Linked DNA regions of Anser cygnoides: region 2 is linked to region 1. Evidence: chromatin contacts called from public Hi-C data. All regions are on one chromosome and are shown on one strand. Each heading gives the region's core, a stretch centred on a gene start, on an enhancer-like site or on the middle of the called end of the contact. The rest is flanking DNA. Distances are from core to core; before and after follow the strand shown. Region 1 holds the start of LOC106047387 (histone-arginine methyltransferase CARM1). Region 2 holds the start of RFX3 (regulatory factor X3).

Region 1 (3,127 bases), core at 342-2,841:
CAAGAATGAGCATATGTGAAGTGAAAGACCAATACAACAACATTAACTACATCAAACTAATACAATGTAAGATAGAAGCAGATCTTGTGGTTAGTTTTTGTCATTCACACTTTCTTAAACGGCATGTTAAATATCTGATAACACAAACACTGAGTATACGACATATCTAGTATATGTTGAGTCTGAACTGTTCATATACTGGTTTACTCATATGGAATCATAGAATCCTTAATATTGGGAAAGGCCTCTAAGATTATCTAGTCCGACCTTTAACATGGCTGACCCAAACCTAAACAAGACTGTAACCCATATATTTCAGCAATCTTGTCAGAAGTTACTCCGCTCACTCTTAACAAATCAGTCCCAACAAGCGCTGGGTGTCTAGACCTGTGTAGGACTGAGCTCATATTCACCCACCTCGTTGACAGCATATTTACTTCCTATAGATACAGCAGTTTCTGCTTTTCCCCAGTCATCCCACCGTGCAGAATCAGGGAGAGTTTGTTTTAGGTTTCAATGTCAGCCCATTTATCAGCCTGTAAAGACCAAAATCTGAACGAATAATTGTTTTGGATGCAGCCATGACCCGTATTTCCTGTGTTTTCTGTTTCCCGTTTTTCCTAAGTTTGCCCCGTGCGCATCTTAAACAGCCTGCCCACAGGTAACGGAGCCCGCTCAGCCACCGTTTCAGGGCGAACCGCTGCCTCCCGCACCCCTTCGGACCCCATCCGCTGCGCATCCCAGGGCTCTGCCGTACTCTACCGCCCTCACAGCGCGTTTGCCAAACGGGCAGGAAGAGCAGCGTAAAAGTAAAACCTTTTTTTTTTTTTTTTTTTTCTGTTGACACATCTACAGTGTGGCTTCTTTCCCTCCCACCCTACCCAGCTCCTCTATTTTGCCTCGTCTCCCTCGGCAGATCCTGTCCTCCAGACAAGCGGGACAGACCCCCTCGAGCCGAACTCCACCCCCGGGTAAAGTCAGGAACTCGACAGCACGAAGCTAGCTCGGCCCTGCCATCCCAGCCAGTGCCGCCTCGTCACCGCTCGGCACGGGGCGAGCCTGGGCGCCGCAGCCCGCCCGTTAGCGGCCCGGGACGCCCCGCCGCCGGCACCCGACCCGCGAGGCGCTGAGGGGAGGCGGCGGCAGCGCCCTGAGGGGAAGGGCGAGGCCGCTCCGTGCGGCGAAGGCGCGAGCCCCCTTTGCCGCCGAGGCGGCGGGGGGCATGCGGCAGCGGCGCGGCTGGGTACTTAACCGTCTGTCACGGTGAGCTGGGCGTCCTCCTCTCCCGGCTGCACCTCCAGCTGCAGGGCTTTCTGGCTGGGGCTGGCGAGGCGCAGCCCCGCCAGCAGCTCGTCGCTGAGGAGGAGCAGCTTCACGCCGCACCGCAGCGGCCGCTGCTCCTGAGAAGACGACGCAGCCATCGTCCTCGCCGCACCACCTCGGCTACGAGCCGCTGCCCGACGAGCCGGACTCCGGCGAAGCTGCTCCCGCCGCCGCCTTCTACCAGCCCCAGGAGAAGACTGCAGAGGAGGCTTCACCGAGCGGCGGAGACACCCCCGGCGCTGCCCGGCACCTGCCCCGCAGCCTCGCCCCGCCCCGCCCCGCCCCGCCCCTCAGGGCGCTCCCCAGGCCCGTGGCTGAGGGCGCAGGCGGCAGCGGGCTCCCGAGGTCCGGCAGCGACACCTCCCGGCCGCAGCTCCGCCACCGCACCGCGGGGAGCCGGGGGCCTGTGAGGGGCCGGCGGGCGGCCTGGGCCCGGCACGGGGGAGAGGCGGCACGGCTCGTGTCGGGCTCCACGTTCGCACCCGGCCCCTTGGGACAGAGCCTGTGGCGAGGATTTTACGGGGAAGAGGCACTGAAACACGGACAGTTCGGCTTCTCCTCCCCCCACCTCGATGTTTACAGCTCTATTTTCGAAGAGCTTAACCGTGTACCTAACATTAACCAGTAGGTGTCGCTATTTTGCTATAAAACGTTTTCTGATTTTTTTTTTTTTCCTAAAGTCCTGGTATGGGGGAAAAATATATTTTTTTTTTTTTTTTTTTTTTTTTTTCTGCTTTGTTTGCGTCTCTATCAAAGAAACACGGTGAGGTTTAACTTTAACTAATGAATACTCGAAAAGTGCTCTGAGCACTGCTGAAAGTTTAAACGGGCTTCGGCTCATTTTCCAGGCATTATTGCAGTAAGTACATCAGTAAGATCTCCAGACCATGACATGGGCTAGCTTGTCTCTAGCTGGCTGGAAAGTTAGAGAATGTACTTGCACTGGCTGAGTCAACAGGTCTGTCTCCCAGATGGACAGAAACTTGTTCCACTAAGCCACTTAATCCACAAAACGTAGTGAAGTAGCACACACACTGCTGAGCGTTTCTTTGCACTAATGACCTGGATGTGTTGTCTGTAAAGACAACAAAGTTCTGTCACTGCAATATGATGTTTCTCTGCCTCGACTTAATTAACCTTTCTAAGAAGGAAAAGGAGACATTCCCCCCCCCCCCCCCCCCCCCCCGTTCTTCTGTCAAGGAATTATTAATAGTCCTGTACAAAAAATTGACTTCGCCTTTACAAAGGAGGAATAAGACAGTCTGCACATACCATCAGGTGTTTGTGCATAGCAAACTGCATGTGGAAAGTTAGGGCTTTGGCAGTCAGCAGGATTGCTTATACCCAAAGCCAACTCCACAGCCTCTTAGCTAACCTCTAGGTCAAAGAATGGGGATTTCTGGACTGTCAACTTCATGACTGCAATGAAATGTTGAATACATATGAGTAAGTCAAGGTTATGCTTGCTAAATGCAGAAAAGCAAATCCATCTGTAGCTGGAATATAAGGCAAGAGCCAGAATAAGAGTTACAGAAGTTCAGTAAATAAGCAGGAAAATGTTTCACAGAGTAATTCTGCCTCTCCTAGTGTCAAACTCTAACCCTTGTTAGGGGTCCTGAGGCCACTCCAACCCTGTGATGGGCCCCATGGCTGGGCCAGGGAACCAACCTGTGCCAGTATCAGTTGCCCCTATATGCAAGATTAAAAAAAAATGGATGCAAAAGTCAAGTTGTTTAGAAGGGAAAGGAATTCCTATTCAGACAAGGAAAGAAGAAGATGAGACTACTAGGAAGTGGCTGAGCCA
Region 2 (3,127 bases), core at 363-2,862, 140 kb after region 1:
AAAACAGATTAAGAGAACAAGCATTTTGCATTCAAAAAAAATGAAAAGTATCTTCATTTATAACAAAATTTCTACTTCAACCCCTTGAGAGGTTAAAAGGTGCCTCTTTCCTCCTTTCCCAAGGATCCTCCTGAAATACAGTTGCTATAAGAGAAATCACAAAGACTTTTTAATTTTTTTATCCCCCAGCTGCTTCGCACATAAACTTGAAGTGGCAGTGAAATATCTTGGATTTCCTTCATTGTGGAGAGTTTAAGGAAGATCAAATAGATCCTCACCACATGAACCTAACTTACTATGAATGAACTAGATCTACAAAGGCACTGTTCCATACTACACGAGCAGTATAAAAGCATTATCATCGTAATAATAATAATGACTAACGGAAGGACTGCCAGAAGAAAAAAACTGTGACTGTATGTTTGTATGGGTGGGGGTATTGGATAAACGGGAAAACACCTCACAAAACAAAGAAAATACAGCTTACCCTAAAACAATAAGTAACATTATGAATAAAAGAAAAAGAAAAAAAGATGGGCTACAGAAATCACAGAAAGCGATCGGTAACACAGGAGTATCGTTAAAAGACATCGGAAGTTCACAAACATCTGCATCTCCAGCAGTCACACGAACCAGAACAAGGCCCCTACAAGTGAGAGGAGAAACACCCCCTGCTTCTCGGCGTGCTTCTGGCCGCTTCTCCCACCCCCACCCCCCCGATTTTGCAGATTTTTTTTTTTTCTTTGCGTACTTTAAACTATACGATCTCGATTGTACCCGAAGCCTCGCTGCCCCCAGATTCCACATCCCCCATCCGCGCAGACAGGAGATGCATACCCACCGCATCCCAGCGATTGTCCGGGCGGTCCCAGCAGCGTGCCGCCGACCTAAGTAAGCCTCGCTCCCTCCTCTCCCGACCCACGGGCACCCCATCCCCGCCGACCCCCCCTCCTTCCTTCCTTCCCTCCCTCCCTCCCTCCTTCCCCGCAGCGCGCTCCCCGCCGGCCGCTTCGCGCAGCCGGGGGCGGCGGGGCCGTGCCGGGCCGTGCCGGGAGAGGCGGCGAGGGGCCGCGGAGGTCCCGGCGGAGCGTCCCCGGCCCGGATGCTGCGAGGCCGGGGGGGAGGCAGCGGCTGTGGGAGGGAGGGAGCGCGGAGGGGGGGCCGGCGTGCGGCCGCCGGGCATATTCACCTGGGCTGAGGCGGGCTGCGGCGTCCCCGCTGTCGTCGGTGCCGGAGGTGGCGGCTGCTGCCGCTGTTGTTGTGGTTGTTGTTGTTGTTGCGGGTGACGGCGAGGAAGGGGGTGAGGATGGGGGTGAGGAGCGGCAGGAGGTGGAGGAGGAGCAGGAGAGGAGCGGTTGTTGTTGATGGGTAACAGTCGCCAGGACTACGGTGACTATGGCGCTTGATTCACAAGGCAACGGTTGCTATAACTCACAAAAGGCAGAGCGAGCGAGGGAGGAGGAGGCGGCAGCCCAGGCGGAGAGGCCCGGAAGAGGCGGGGCCGGCCCTGACTGACGGCGCCGGTACGGGCGGGGGCGGCTCCCCCCCGGGGCGGGACGCGGGCACGCGCCTCCCGCCGCCGCGCGGGCACGCGCAGGGCCGGCGGGCGGGCGGGAGGGCGAGTAACGGCGGCGTGCCCGTGGCCCGGGGCGTGTCCGCGCGGGGGCCGCCCGGTGCCGCTCCACGCCACATCCGGCGGGCGGGGAGGAGGAGCCGGGCCCCAGAGCGCTGCCCCCCGCGGGGGTCGCACCGCGCCCGCTGCCGGCTGAGGGGGCTGCCGCCGGCGGGCCGGGCAGGAAGTTAACGCCCGGCGGCGGCTGCTCTCCACGCCCCCCTCCCCTCCTCACCCCCCGAAAAATGGCAGCGACGAGCCGGCGGCGGTGGGGGAGCTGTCCCGCTGCCGCCATCTTAAGGCGGAAGGGACGGCGGCGGCCCGAGCCCGCCGGGCTGCGGTCGGCGCGGCCGCGGTCGCGGCAGCGCCTCCGGTGGGGCTGGGGTGGCCGCGGGTGCGCTGCTGTGCGGCCTCTTGGTGCCTTGTGTCCCCGCTGCTGCGGGGTGTGTGTATTTGGGGGACGGCGACACGGAGATTTGGGTGGTTTTTCGGCTAGGTACGGTGCCCACACAGCTAACGGCCACTGCCGCGTGGGTCTGTAGCCCCGACACATCCCCGCCGGCAGCTCTACTAGCCTGTGAAGCGTCTGTACAGCTCTTCATAGCTCCTGCTATCTGTGTAGCCAGGAGCGCTTGCCTGTAATCTACCGAAAACCAGTGATGCACTGCTTACAAGCTCCTACTCACTGTGCAATGTCCCCACATCTTTCTATTACTTGTATACATCCTTTGACAGTCTTTTTGACACCTTTTTATCATACCAGTTGCTGTAAGCACCTCATATTTGTCTCAAACTCTACAATTACTCAATTACACAACTCCCTACAAATTGCCCTTGCGTACCAAGCATTTTCAAGCCATGAATAGATTTACTGTGATTTTCAAGGCTCCATGTAACCATCATTATAGCTCCCTGTTACCATTTTTAACAACTACTTACAAAAAATTACTAGAAAAACTGTAAATATGTAAAAACAAACTTGAATTGACAGCTTTAAGTGTAACAGAACAAGCTTGAATCGTAAAATGCATTTTTACAAGTGAAACTAGATCTTACTACTTCCTGCTGGGGAACCTAATCTTTCTGAGCTACCAAACTCGTAACTGCTTGCTAAGATCTTTATTTAGCCCTTGTGAAACTGGGTGATTATAGAGCTCACATTCATTCACCTGCAATAGTAGCTTTGAGATAGTAAAGAGTTAATAAAAATGGCATTGCTTTTAAAGTACAGTGTGTACCACAAAATAATTTTGTCTTCTCTTGTGGGCAAGTAATAATCAAAATAATCCAAGTTTTTCAACACTGAACTAAAACAGGATTAGACAGAAGTCACCTACACTTTGAAAAACATCACATTTTGTTACGAAAATAAAAACATTAACACCTCTGAAAAATAATTGGTTTCATACGCAGAAATTTTAGTGAAATTACTTATGGAGAGAAGAGTAAGCCTCCATAATCCAAGAGTAAATGAATGGTTAGAGACCTCTTACAACACTTGGACACACTAAAGTC

The links. Hi-C and Micro-C count contacts between places; a contact is called where the count stands out from the background.
Region 2: a contact with region 1 is called in a Hi-C map of liver, with 2.1 times the contacts expected there. The contact joins the promoter of RFX3 here to the promoter of LOC106047387 in region 1. A contact is called at or near these places in 2 of 7 Hi-C or Micro-C datasets (granulosa cells and liver).

The regions. Positions count from the first base shown.
Region 1 is chrZ:82,775,507-82,778,633 of Taihu_goose_T2T_genome, forward strand. It overlaps LOC106047387 (histone-arginine methyltransferase CARM1), which reads right to left and starts at 1,592. Exons shown (of 13, transcript XM_048050976.2): 1 at 1,253-1,592. The coding sequence starts at 1,421.
Region 2 is chrZ:82,912,118-82,915,244 of Taihu_goose_T2T_genome, forward strand. It overlaps RFX3 (regulatory factor X3), which reads right to left and starts at 1,613. Exons shown (of 17, transcript XM_066987641.1): 1 at 1,190-1,613.